Regions from separate parts of the Mus musculus genome. Here region 2 is linked to region 1. Evidence: chromatin contacts called from public HiChIP or PLAC-seq data. All regions are on one chromosome and are shown on one strand. Each heading gives the region's core, a stretch centred on a gene start, on an enhancer-like site or on the middle of the called end of the contact. The rest is flanking DNA. Distances are from core to core; before and after follow the strand shown.

Region 1 (6,201 bases), core at 1,859-4,358:
ACTCCATCTACCATTCAAAATGAAATGAAGAAGCACTCTGGCTTAGCTGGAGGAGGGCCCATAGCTGCATGGGAGGACAGAAATGGATCACAGCAACCCTCCCTACGTCCAAGGCTAACTTCTATTTTTTGCCCTAAATCACTAACACATCTGAGCAACTTCAATCATTAAAAACACATGTAGAAAAGAATTTGATTTTATTTAGAAGTTGGGTTTTTTTTTCTAGGTTCCCACAGATATTAGGCAAGCCCGGCTCTTCCACATATACGTGTGCATTCATGAGCAGTTTAAAAATCATCTGCGGCCAAAAGGGACCATCGAAAATTACTGAGACGCTACTTGTATTTATTGCAAAGTTCACATTGGTAAAAAAAAAAAAAATCATGGTGAAATACATACAGCTGCATTTATACACAATGCTATTTTGAACATGTATGCAGTACGGACACTAATATCTTCCTTTGGAGACTTAGAAAAACGCCATGCTATTACATTGCATATCTGACTTCAACCTCCACTTAGAAATCAAAGCCCTGAGCATGTGTCTACACCATGCATGGCTCAATAATCCAGACACCAACTGTGTGCCAAAGCCATTGAGTTATCTTCAGGATGCCAGCACCACAGTAAGCCCCAAAACAAAGATTACAAATACAACAAAAAGTATATCCCCAAGAGGCTGGAGAGATGGCTAATGGTTAAAACCACTTGGTGCTCTTGAAGAGGACTGGAGTTCCGTTCCTAGCACCGAAATCCCAAATTAGGGGAGGGGGATGGAGCTCACACTGCCACCCCAGGGAATTAGACATCCTCTTCTGGCCTCCACAGGCACTTCATGTATGTGGTGCACATACATACATCCAGGCGCACACACATACACATAAAACTAAGTAAGTGCACGTGATGTCAACAGCTTTGGGATGAGGAAGAGCTGGGAACCAGGATGAGTCTCAGATATGCCCACAGCATCCACTGCCATCCGCTCATTCTTAGAGGGTAATCAAAGGACCAAAGATAGTTAATGCCAAGGAGGAGCTTGGCATTACATTTTTTAAAATAGTACGTGCTATCTTACATTTGAGCCTTTCAAAGCAAGGCTACTTCAGCAAAGGAACGGGGCTGTAAGATGAAGTTTAAGACAAGTTCTTAGATGTCTTCCCTTTGGGCAGGCAGCGCAGCCGAGCCGAGCTGAAGTGATTCTACACCAATGGCTCAGCCACAACTTCTTCGGAGGCCTTTTCTAACCTGACCCCTATGACCTCACTGGTTCTGATAACAATTCAAGTGCCAGCCCCGGCTTTCCCTCAAGAACTCCCTCTAGCAATTGAGAATACATTTCTCTGTTCGATCTAATTCAAAAAGCTGGATCTAATGTAAAATTCACAACCTCAAAAAGCTAGGCAGATAGGGCATGAAGGATGACAACGCACACTACTGCCCTGCCGTGACGGTATTTTAGGTTACCAAGTGTAACATAAGACTCCTGACCCAATTTCCACACAATTTGTTGGTCCAGCCCATAACTACTTTACAGTGCGGTTGGTAATTACATTACTGTGCTGTGTGGTCATTACGTCATCAGCTGGGAGAGGTAAAGCCCACCAGGCACTGTGTTCTTTTCCGGTTTGCTTTTCCTGAGTGACTGAAGAACCCAGACCACCTACTCACCTGGCTGTGAGCTAGCTAACTTAAGTGAAGGCGCTAAGGGCCTAAGACCCAGATTTAGGCCAAAGTCGCTCAAAATTCCTTTCCCCAAGTTTAAGTTTTCCAATGGCCTGGATCTCTTAGGGCTTAAGCAGTTTCCACTTCATGAAACGTTCTCTGTTCTAGTCAAGTACAACTCCCAGAGATTCATCCCCTACTTTTTTATCTTAGCAGATCTCTGAAGCACCTTGGAAGAGTCAGTCTCTCAGTCTCTCTCTGTCTCTCTCTCTCTGTCTCTGTCTCTCTTTCACACACACACACACACACACACACACACACACACACACGCCACGAACACACGAGCGTCCAGGGCATCACAACTTTGCCCCTCTTGACTGCCGGCAGACTTACTTAAGGAAGTATCTCTGGCCAGTGGCCGTGAAGGTCATCTCCCACCCGGGGGGCAACGGCAGCTCGTCGGTCACGTCATAGGACTGCTGGCGGAGATGTGCATGCTGCTGTGCAGGGCCTCCAGCGGCTCCCGCACCGGTGCCCAGCTGCAGGGATGCGGGCGACGAGTGCGAGCGGACGTGCTGCGCGCCGCCAGCTAGTCGAGGCCCCGGGTGGCCGCCTGATGAGTCTGTGCTGGATTGGCGCGAGTGCGAGCCGGAATCGGGCTCCTTAAAGAAGGACTCCGGGAGGATCTTTTTCCGCCATGAGCTGGGCTTGGGGTTCATGACAGAGTTGAAGAGGGCTTCGAGGTCGGTGTCCAGGTCCTGCGTGACGTGGATGACTTGCTGCCCTGGCGGCGGGAGCGGATGGGGCACCGAGGACGGATTCATCTTTCTACAAGAAAAAAGAAAGATCAGATCAGCCTTTTGGTGCAAGTCAGAGGAGGAGGGGGTAGTCCCGGGGAAGGACAGAGAGAACCTAGAGACAGTTAGGTATGGGTCCAGGGACCAGCCGGTGGGGGAGGGGGCGCCCCTGGCCTCCGAGATTATGCAACTTTCCCGCAACAGAGAAGCTCCCCTGAGCAGGCAGCCGCGGGAGGAAGGGGGGGGGGGGTGCCTGCACCAGACCCAGTCGCAGCTTCCCCTGCCCAATACCCCCACCGGCAACCCCAGGCGTCCCGACTGCGGTCGTCTAAGAGCCGGACGCCACAGAGGGTGCGGGGCGCGGCGGGAGCTACCTGGGGACTCGGGGAAGCCAAGCCTGGGCGCCTCCCGAACTGACGAGCTGGAACCCGGTCCCGGCTGGCAGATCCCGAGCGGATTCCCAGCAGCCGAAGGCTTATCCTCTTACATCCCCGGAACCGGCCTCGGGCGCTCCCACTGCGCGAGGAGGCGACAGAGAAGACGTAGACGAGCGCAGCCGCCGCGGCTCCCGGACTGTCCCATAAACAAAGTTTGAAGCAAACTCCCACCCTTAGGAAAGAGGCGGGCCGAAAGTGGAGCTGTTGAATTATGCATGACCTCCTGGCCGGAGCCAGCCTGCCCCACGCCCCTCCTCTTCCTCCTCCTCCCACCCTAGCCCGGCTGGCGGGGGTGGGCTGGGCACTTCGCAGCTCGGGAGAGACCGTGCCCCCGCCCCGCCGCGCCGCTCCGACCTCTCCCGCCGAGCGCCTATCTGCATTCCTTTGAGTTTACCACTGACTTGGGGCGGGATCAAAGAGAAAATGGTTCAAGCCTGTTAAATCAAGGGGTTATGGACAAAAACCAAATCGGAGAATAACGGAGGGCCCTCGGTTGAGGGTCCAAGGCCCAGAATGAGTCTGTCCTGAGCGCTTGCCCTCGTCTTAAGGGGAGCGCCCAGCACCCGGAATGTGGCACGGGGCGCGGATCTGCCAGAGGTCGGACCGGGGCGCACCCTGGCTCAGGGAGACACCCGCGAGGCCAGACTTTCCACGGAAGGCTGCTTAACGCTTGTGACCATATTTGGTCTGCTGGGGAGACAACTTGGCTGTTTGGCTTTCAGTTGTCTGCGAGACGGTTTCCCAAAAAGTGCCGCTGTTGCTGAAGATGCGGCTTCACCGAGGAGTCGATTGTAAACTACCAACTTTCAAGCCTTTCATCAATCCTTAGAAGGCCGAGACAAAGCTGCGTTCTAGAAGGCCAAGCAATTGCGCCCCCTTCCCTCCTCCCGCGGCGTTTGCGAGGGTAGTGGGAGGATTGGAATGTCCCTGGGTCGCTCTAGGGAGCCTGGAACTGGAATGGAACAGGGGCAGGTGGCTAGGATAGAGAGGGTGTGCCAGTGACCCGGAAAAAGCCACACAGCCTCCCACCCGACTGGACATGGGCCAGAGGTGGAGACCCCAGCCTTTGGAGAGAGGAGGTCTGGCCTGGTAAGACAGCTGCCGGGAAGAGGGAGGAGGCCTTGCCCTTCCCACTGCCAGCTGCTCAACTATTCCTTCTCTCCAAGAAAGGGTGGCTGCTTTTTAAGTTACATTCCAGAAAGCCCCTACCCGACCCACAGATTCTAATAGACAAGTTTATTAGATAGGTTAAATGAGGCAATACACGCAAAGCACTTTGCTTAGCCAAGGCTGCATGGAAGTTTGTCAGCAGAATTGTATCAAATGCAGGCACTGTGCCTCACCATATTAAAGAGAGACATAAAAGTCAAAATTAAATCCACAGTTGACAGTGCTACAGGAAAATGAAGACAACTGTGACCTAACAGCAAGGTGAAGGGACAAATGCAAGCCACTCCATCATTTTTACTTTAAGACAGAAGAGAGAACAAAACTGTGGCTCAGCTGGAAAAGATCCTTTCAGGCAATTCTGACAACCTGAGTTCGAATCCCACACACTACATGGTAGAAGGAGAGAACCAACTCTAGCCCCCACATGAGCCCCCAACACATTTTTTTTTAATTTTGAGACCATCTTTGATTAGCTGTGTCCTATCCCAGTACCCATACATGAGCTGTGACTCCAGGTCCCTTACAGACTTTTCCCAAAATGGCAAGTGGTCTTATACTAAGGCCTCTTGAACTTTTTCAATCATGACCCCTTTTTGCCTGAAAAACTATCTATCTGACCCTAATCTATATTTGTATAAAATAGGTAAGAATCAAACATTTACTGATAATCATAAATTGATTTTAAAATAATTCATTCCTGGGCATATATAAAATTTTGCCGTTCATTAAAGATAATAAGATATGCTTTGGGCTAGGACTATAGTTCAGTGGCAGAGCACTTGCCTGGGATCATTCCCTAGTAATAATAAGTGCTAAACAAATGTGATGGTTCCCATATACAGAATTAAACCCTGACTCTTTTTTTTTTTCTTTTTTTTTTTTTTTTTTTTTTTTTTTTTTTTGGTTTTTCGAGGCAGGGTTTCTCTGTGTAGCCTTGGCTGTCCTGGAACTCACTTTGTAGACCTGGCTGGCCTCAAACTCAGAGATCCACCTGTCTCTGCCTCCCAAGTGCTGGGATTAAACGTGTGCTCCACCACGCCCGGCTAATCCTGACTCTTTGATACTACAGGACATAGGGTGCCTTCAACATTTTTCACCTTTTTTATTTTATAATTGCTAGTCCTGAGACTGGTGTTGTACAAAATGGCAGAAGTATGTTTAGGGCCATCTCAGAAACTATTGGAAGTTCTGTCCTAGGTCCAAGCCAATATTTCATTTAATGATTTTTTTTTTTTTGTAATGAAAGTCAAGTCAGCAACTCAGTCATTTCCAACATCAAACATCCTAACCAAAATATATGTTAATGTATACATACTGAGGAATGAAGGTAGAAAAATATTGTCTATTTTCCATAATTAAATCATTTTCTGTAAAAGCACAGTGCTGTATGCCCAGTAAGACCACAATTCAAATCTGAGCAGTACTATTTCAGGCAGCTCTCCTTGGTGTTGTGTAGTGTGCCCAGAACAAAGTACACATGTTAAACATGTATGTTCAGAACCAAGAGTACAGTGAAGTCTCAAGATGCCACACAAACAAGTATTACCAACGATGAAAATCATGTTTGATTTTGAATTAATTTTTGGTTCTGTGCATGTAATCTAAAAACTATTTTTCTTGAGACAGGGTTTCTCTATAGCCCTGGCTATGTCCTGGAACTCAGTGATCTGCCTGCTTCTGCCTCTCACAGTTGCCAAATCTTTCACGACCCCTGCTCCACAATAAATTACACAACCCATGTGAGTTCACAACCCAGAGTTTAAGAGGATCTGCTTCAAACAGAGAAAGGCACCTGGATCACCTACCAAGATAAGCAGGGCTGGTTGCTTCCAGTAATCTGAAACTGCTGATTCCAGAAACAAGTCCTCTCTTCAAAGGACAGAGAGAAAGGGGGAACGAACGCTGCTGAGGCTCCTTGCCTTGGAAACAGAATCTTTGCAAGAGGGAGGGAATGAACTGTGGAGCTGGAGGAAGCAAAGTGCCTGGGATGGAAAGGTTACCAATTCAGAAGCTGCTGTGCTGCTGTGAGGATGTCCAAGGCCAGTCCCATTCCAGGAAGGTTCTTATCTCAAAGAGGTGAATAGGGCTTGAGATCAGATAAATAAGGATGCAGTCTTTATTCCTTGCTAAGTCTC
Region 2 (6,201 bases), core at 1,210-3,709, 590 kb after region 1:
AGTCCACAGCCAGAGTAATAAAGGCAGTTGAGTTTACACCCTGATACTCCTATTGTGGGGATATAAAAGTTCTGATAAAGAGTGGAACCTGAGGCACAGGATAGGAACCCAAGATGGTACTCTAAAGTATGTTGGTCCTGTAGACACCTACAAACCTCTAGTAACATAAGTGTCCTGTCCCCTAAAACAAATACCTACTTCCTAGGGAATGTTCAATATGCTGGAAATTGGCTCCTTTCCAGTGATTATGGCCACATGTCAGTAGAGCTCAGAAAGAGAAGTAGTCCTCAGGGAGGACGGAGATTTGCCAGAAAACTGAGCCACGGTTGTGTTCCTAGGACAATACTATCTGCAGGGGATGGTGTGATGGATCCTGGTTTATTGCCAACGTATGGTACTGTTCTGTAACACCAAAGGCCAAGTGGTGGCTCTGAACCAGAGGTAAGGTGGGAGTCAATGTCACAAAACCGAGCAAGACAGAAAAAGAAGCCAATGCATCCCACCTGCAGGGACCTTTGAATGATGCCTGCCTGAGAGGCCACACACGTGGCTCATGGGATGTGGAAGGTGGAGCCCAGCGCTTCACACATTCTGACAAGTCCAATACCAGGGCCTATATCCCTGGCCCTCATTCCCGGAATTCTGTAATGAGGAAAGGATATTTATTACCTACATCTTGACATCTGTGGGCTGATGTCATTATCAGCTTCCAGTTATCATTATCAGCTTCCAGCATAATCATTTACATACTCAGTTACGCAGGATAATTTTTAGTGACAAATAGCACAGACCCAGTTGACAATAATTTGTGCTAGCTGACCCCGCCCTGGCAGACTCTGAGGAAGACGTGACGGTTTCATCCTCTTACAACTGCTCTGCTTTCTCTCACAGCTCTACATCTCCTGACAATTGCAATCTCACTTTCCCTGACTCCATACTTCACCTTCCTGTCTGTCCCCAGCACAGCCGGACCTTACCCTCCACCCTTGTCCGCTTACCTCAGTGTCTCTATGGTCAGAACAGCCAACCACAACAAGGCTTCCACTGGCAGGAAACAGTCTTCACACTCTTGGGATTTCCTATTATGTGATGTGCAACCTTTTCCAGAAACAATCGAACCTAAAAATAGAAACCGCCTGGATCCACCTTCATCTCAATACAATGACTCCGTGGCCGCTGTAACTGGCCTTGAAGCAGTGCCAGGCACTTTGAAATCCCGAGGCTCATCGGTGTGAATGAAGGAAGCGCTTCCAGGGACTCCCAAGCGAGGGGAGGCTGCTGTTTACTTATTCCCTAGTCTTTGTTATTTTGTTGGCCTTTGCCAGGAAAGCCTGGGTAGGAGGAAGGAAAGCAAGAAGGGGATCAGAGGGGTGCAGGAGATTAGCAAGCAGAATTGGTGACCCTGGGGGAAGAGACTAATTCCCAGAGGAATTAGGTGAGTTTTTGAAGGATGGGGTTGAACTGGAGAAGAGAGGGAAAGAGAAGCAGGTTGAAACTGGATTTTCAGCGGCCCACGTAGTTGGAGTGACTGGGCCTTCACAGCTGGATCATGGCTTCTGGAAATGGAGCAGGGAGGAGAATCAGTCCGTCTTCAAGTCACTACCAGGGTCAGCAGTTACTGTTTCTCTCTCACCATCCCCTGAGAAGTTCCCATTCTCTTCTGTGTGGAGGAGGAGACAGAGGAAGGGACAAAAACCTGGAGAGGGCAGAAGCACCTGCCCACCCATGTGAGACAAGACAAAAAGCAGAAGTTAATCAGCGTGCACCGGCCCCTCCATAAAGATCCCACCCCACTGGAGTGTGTGACCAACCTGGGAGAGAAACTGGGAGTTCTCAACAATGATGCTAAGAGCCATGACCTTGAAATTCAAAAGCAAATAGAGAAGAGATGAAGACCCAGGAGACCCGAGCTTGAAGTTATCCCAGGAGAAACAAGCTGAATATAAGGTCTTCCCAGACTCAGCTCAGAGTCAAACAGCCTGTCTTCTAACCCCATTTCCTCCCATCACCAGCTGGGAGACTTGGAAGTCGTCTTTCCTTTCCCTGAGCGGATACCCATTTCATTAGGTTCATTAGGTGAGGGTGACATGAGGTGGGAGCAAACAGCTCTATCTCCATACACCCCGTTAAGGGGCTTTGTGGGCAGAACCAAGACTCACCCAGAAAGATGTGGTCGGTAGAAAATAGCTTTTACACGAATCTAGGCCTGGATGGAGAAAGAAGACATGTTAAAAAACAAACAAACAGACAAACAAAAAAACAAAACAAAAAACCCAAACAAACAAAAACAACTGGCAACAGGGAAGGAGCCTGGTGCTTGTATACACGGTGCCTGGGGTACTCAAGAGGACGTGGGAAAGTTCTCCCCGTACAAGCATCCAGCAAATACAGGGAGATCAATAAAACCAAATTACCACCGTTTTGCAGCCTCCAAAGAAACAATGAAAGTTAACAGTGACCGTTATATCAGTTACTAATTTACTGCCTTTAAACCCTAAGTCCACCGTTTCAGTGCTCTGGGGTCATTCATTGAAGGAATTCGAAACACTTCTCCTTCCCAACGCGCATGATTTGACGCTTCATCAGTAGAGGGCGCTAAAGAGACACTACAGGAACAAGGGGCTTTTCACTTGGTTTTACTCCTGGTGTCTGACCTCCAGCAGTGCACATGTAGGCTCATCAGCCAGGCCATGTGCCATCAAGATCGCTACAGTGTACAGTCCTTCTCCCGGATCCTCTGCCTGGACTCAGAGACCCCTTGCCTTCACCCTTGTAACGTACCAGTTTTACACAGACCTCCTGACCACTTTCCATCTACAGCTGGCTGACAAGGCAGCAGGACTTTGTTTCTTAAAGCCCTCCAAGTGTGAATGCTTCACACGAGTCCTTACACTTCCTATTTGTGTATGGTAGGTAAACAGCCATAGCCTCAGCTCGCCTGTACCTTTTGCATCCTTCCCTTCTTGCATGGCAAGTATGAACATGCACCTACCAGATAGCCTAGTGTCCCCAGCTACTGGCTATTGTGCCTCACTCAAGCTTTTGCCTTCAACAATGTCAAAAGTCCGGCCTTAGGGAGAGCCCCTATTTCAGGGTTGTTTTTCTTTGCTATTCTCCCTCAGATATAGGGTGCCCTTCAGAAGCAACTTTACACCTCCACAGCTATTATTTTAATAATTCTGTATATTAAACTTCCGTTATTTTAAATTACTATATAATTTTCTGTTTCCCAAAGTAGGCCCAATGACATGGGTGGGGGGTGCGTGGTAACGTCATGGAGAGACAGGAAAATCATGTGGCCTTGCTGGAGGTCTAAAACATAGCAGTTCAAGTGTTCTGGACAAAATATCAAGCCTGATTCTTGTCCAGCCTTGGATCTGACCAAACGTTTGAGAGGAAAGGAACGCGTTAAATGACACCATCAGATACAGCCACCAGATCAAGGCTCAAGAAAACCTCATGAGAAGAACAATCAGAATTCTCCAGTGTGACAGAGGAGAGAATCTGCCTGCCATCTGTCTGTCTGTCCATCCATCTATTCATCTATCTACCCATCATTCGTCTGTCTATGGCTTTTTATCCAATTAGAATTAAAGACTCCATTGCACACTGATTCTGGTAAAAAAAAAATGGAGGCAAATGAATTTAACTGTCTGGATATTTGATAATATTAATTATCTTTTTTAAAAAAAATAAGAGTTAATGAAGGAAATATTTGTTGATATTATAAAAATTCTTTTTATGTTTATGTGTGAATGGTACATGGGAATTTTCTTCAAAATAATAGTTGTATGAGATACAAGTGGATGGGAGTCTGTACTGTCCAGGACTCAATAATACTGAAGCTAAGTGATGAATACATGTGTTATTAAGACCATTTTTTTTTCCACTTGAGGTAGAGTCTTACTGTATAATCCAAGCTGGCTCCCTGTGTGGCCCAATCTACGTCAGTCTTCTGAGCACTAGAATTTTATAGGTACCACCATTTTTAGCGTCATTTTTTAAAAAAAGTCTGCAAACTGTTAGAGAAAAGGCAACATAACTGAAACATGAACATAGGGTAAAGAGAAGCAACGAGAAAAGTCTACATGCCCCAACACGCGTAAAATCACCCATTCAACAGCAGAATATCCGTGGGAGCATGGTTGTTACCACTGGTGCTACCACACCGGACAATCCAGCGGTATACATTTTCAAAATCTCTGTAAATCCAATTGTTCTCGTTCCAGTTATCTACCATGGAGAAATTGTCACATACGTCAGCTAAAACACGTGTTTATTCCAGCAATTTGTAGAGTAACCAAACCCTGGAAGCAAAGCAAACATAGCCAGTGGAGAAGGGCCGAACAAGACCTGGGGAGCCCACACTGGGTCCTCAGAAAGAGTTAAAAGGGGAGATTACGTGGGCCACTGTGGCAGAGATCCAGACTACCGCTCACAGAGCAGGGTGTCGCATTTAATCTGTGTGTTGATCTTTTCATGAAAGTATATTCATATCGCTTGTAAATACATAGCAGGCAGGGGAGGCCCCCAGCTCTATAGCCTGAGCAGCTGAGTTTTGCAAACCTTTAGTCACAGGGCATCTGACAAAAAGCAGGTCCCTGGGTGCAGTGAGGCATGAATGCAGCAAACTGGGCTCATCCTTAGAGGGCGGCTCAGCACCAGGGCCTGTCCTGCCTGACTCCGGCCTCTTTAGTATACACCTAAGACTACATTTTGAGAGGCAGAAAACTCGGCCTTTTCCCTCTTCCAAAAGGTTTCTTCAACTATGCCTTGTTATGTGATCTTAGAAACCAGCTTACTTGGGTGCTTATTTGAGTGTTCAAAAAGCTAAGACAGTTGGTGGCCCATAATGCCCAGAATAGTTGACATCTTCTTAAGCTCAGTACTGAGGACAGCGTATTAACTACTTATCCATTGCTGCCTCAGGTCACGGGACAAGTCAAGAGAAGAAATTTTACTTTGATTCATCGTTAAAGAGAGACTTGAATCCATCACTACAAGGGGAATGCACGGGCAGCTCTTCACCTGACCATTGTCCAGGAAGCAGAGTTCAGGACTAGAGCCACAAGAGGATATAAATTTCACGGGCCTGCCCCTGGTGGCCCATCTAGTCTAGCATCTCCTCAGGAGTCTACAGCCTTCAAAGCAGCCCCCACAAACTGGGGAATCAAGTGTTTAAAACATGAGAACTAAGAATGCCATTGAGATTCAGAGCAAAACAGACAAAAGACTAAGCCCAGGAAAACGATTAAGGCTTGAGAATTGTGTGTGAGAACAGCATCCAAGTCAGGAGGCCTGCAAAGCTGCTTTGTAGCCATACACAAGTGACTGGCAACTGCTGACAAGCCACCACAGACAGGATCAAGAGCATGAGTTACTCCAGGCTTTGGGCTTTGGGAGGCAGCATTTATGGGGGAGGGGGTGTGTGGTGAGGGTTAGGGGAAGGGTTCCCTGTTCTACATCAGTTGATCATGTCAACCACGGTCATGGTGCTGAAGGACCTGCTAAATCTGGCCTTGTTCCTGCCTTGGCAGGCTGCCAGGCATAGCCAGGATGATGGAGGGGTGTTTTTACAAGTGTCAAACCCCAGGAACATTGTCTTCATCCTGTCTGATAAAGCCCAGAGTCCGACAAGCATCAGGGAAAAACACAGGTTCTAGTTCCATTCCAACCCCTGCAGGCCTGCTCACTAAAAACTTCTGACAATGTCAACTTAATAGTTGTAATTTCTCAGCCTTTATGTTTGAGAAACCATTCAGGGATGTAGTTTTCACTTTGAGTAGTTTTTTTTTTTTTTATTCCCAGATTTCCTTTCCTCAAGCAGCGTGAGAAAGAAAAGCAAGGTACAAGCAGCTAGAAGCCAGACACCAAGAAAGAGGTGATGGCTGCTCCATCAAGGGAAACAGGGGGTTACTGTGGGCTCCTGGTGGTGGCCTGGAGGGCTAACACTGAAGTCAGGGACAAGGGCATTGTGATCTGTAAGTGACTCCTGCCTCCATGGGGAGGGAGGGACAGAGAATGTGGTGGTATTCCTCATGCACCCAATTATGGTGCTTATCTTCCACTGGTCAGGAACTCACGAATCAAATGCAAAATAGGGGCATGCACATCGTGAAGTTTCTTTGGAAAAAATTCAGGAAGTTGGTTCATTTGGGGACATTATTAACAAATAAGAGCAGGTAAATTTTACAGAATTTA

What was found. HiChIP or PLAC-seq counts read pairs in DNA pulled down with a chosen protein or histone mark.
Region 2: an H3K4me3 HiChIP or PLAC-seq map of embryonic stem cells shows a contact between it and region 1, with 4 times the contacts expected there. The contact joins the promoter of 1700007F19Rik here to the promoter of Wwtr1 in region 1. A contact is called at or near these places in 1 of 39 promoter capture datasets (liver) and 2 of 115 datasets of contacts at active chromatin or transcription factors (both in embryonic stem cells).

Annotation. Positions count from the first base shown.
Region 1 is chr3:57,572,768-57,578,968 of GRCm38.p6, forward strand. Wwtr1 (WW domain containing transcription regulator 1) reads right to left here and starts at 3,109. Exons shown (of 7, transcript NM_133784.3): 1 at 2,834-3,109; 2 at 2,056-2,490. The coding sequence starts at 2,486.
Region 2 is chr3:58,161,348-58,167,548 of GRCm38.p6, forward strand. It overlaps 1700007F19Rik (RIKEN cDNA 1700007F19 gene), which reads right to left and starts at 2,460. Exons shown (of 6, transcript NR_040538.1): 1 at 2,415-2,460; 2 at 2,160-2,206; 3 at 999-1,119. Gm40056 (a long non-coding RNA gene) reads left to right here. Exons shown (of 6, transcript XR_003954487.1): 5 at 892-2,909; 6 at 4,930-5,715.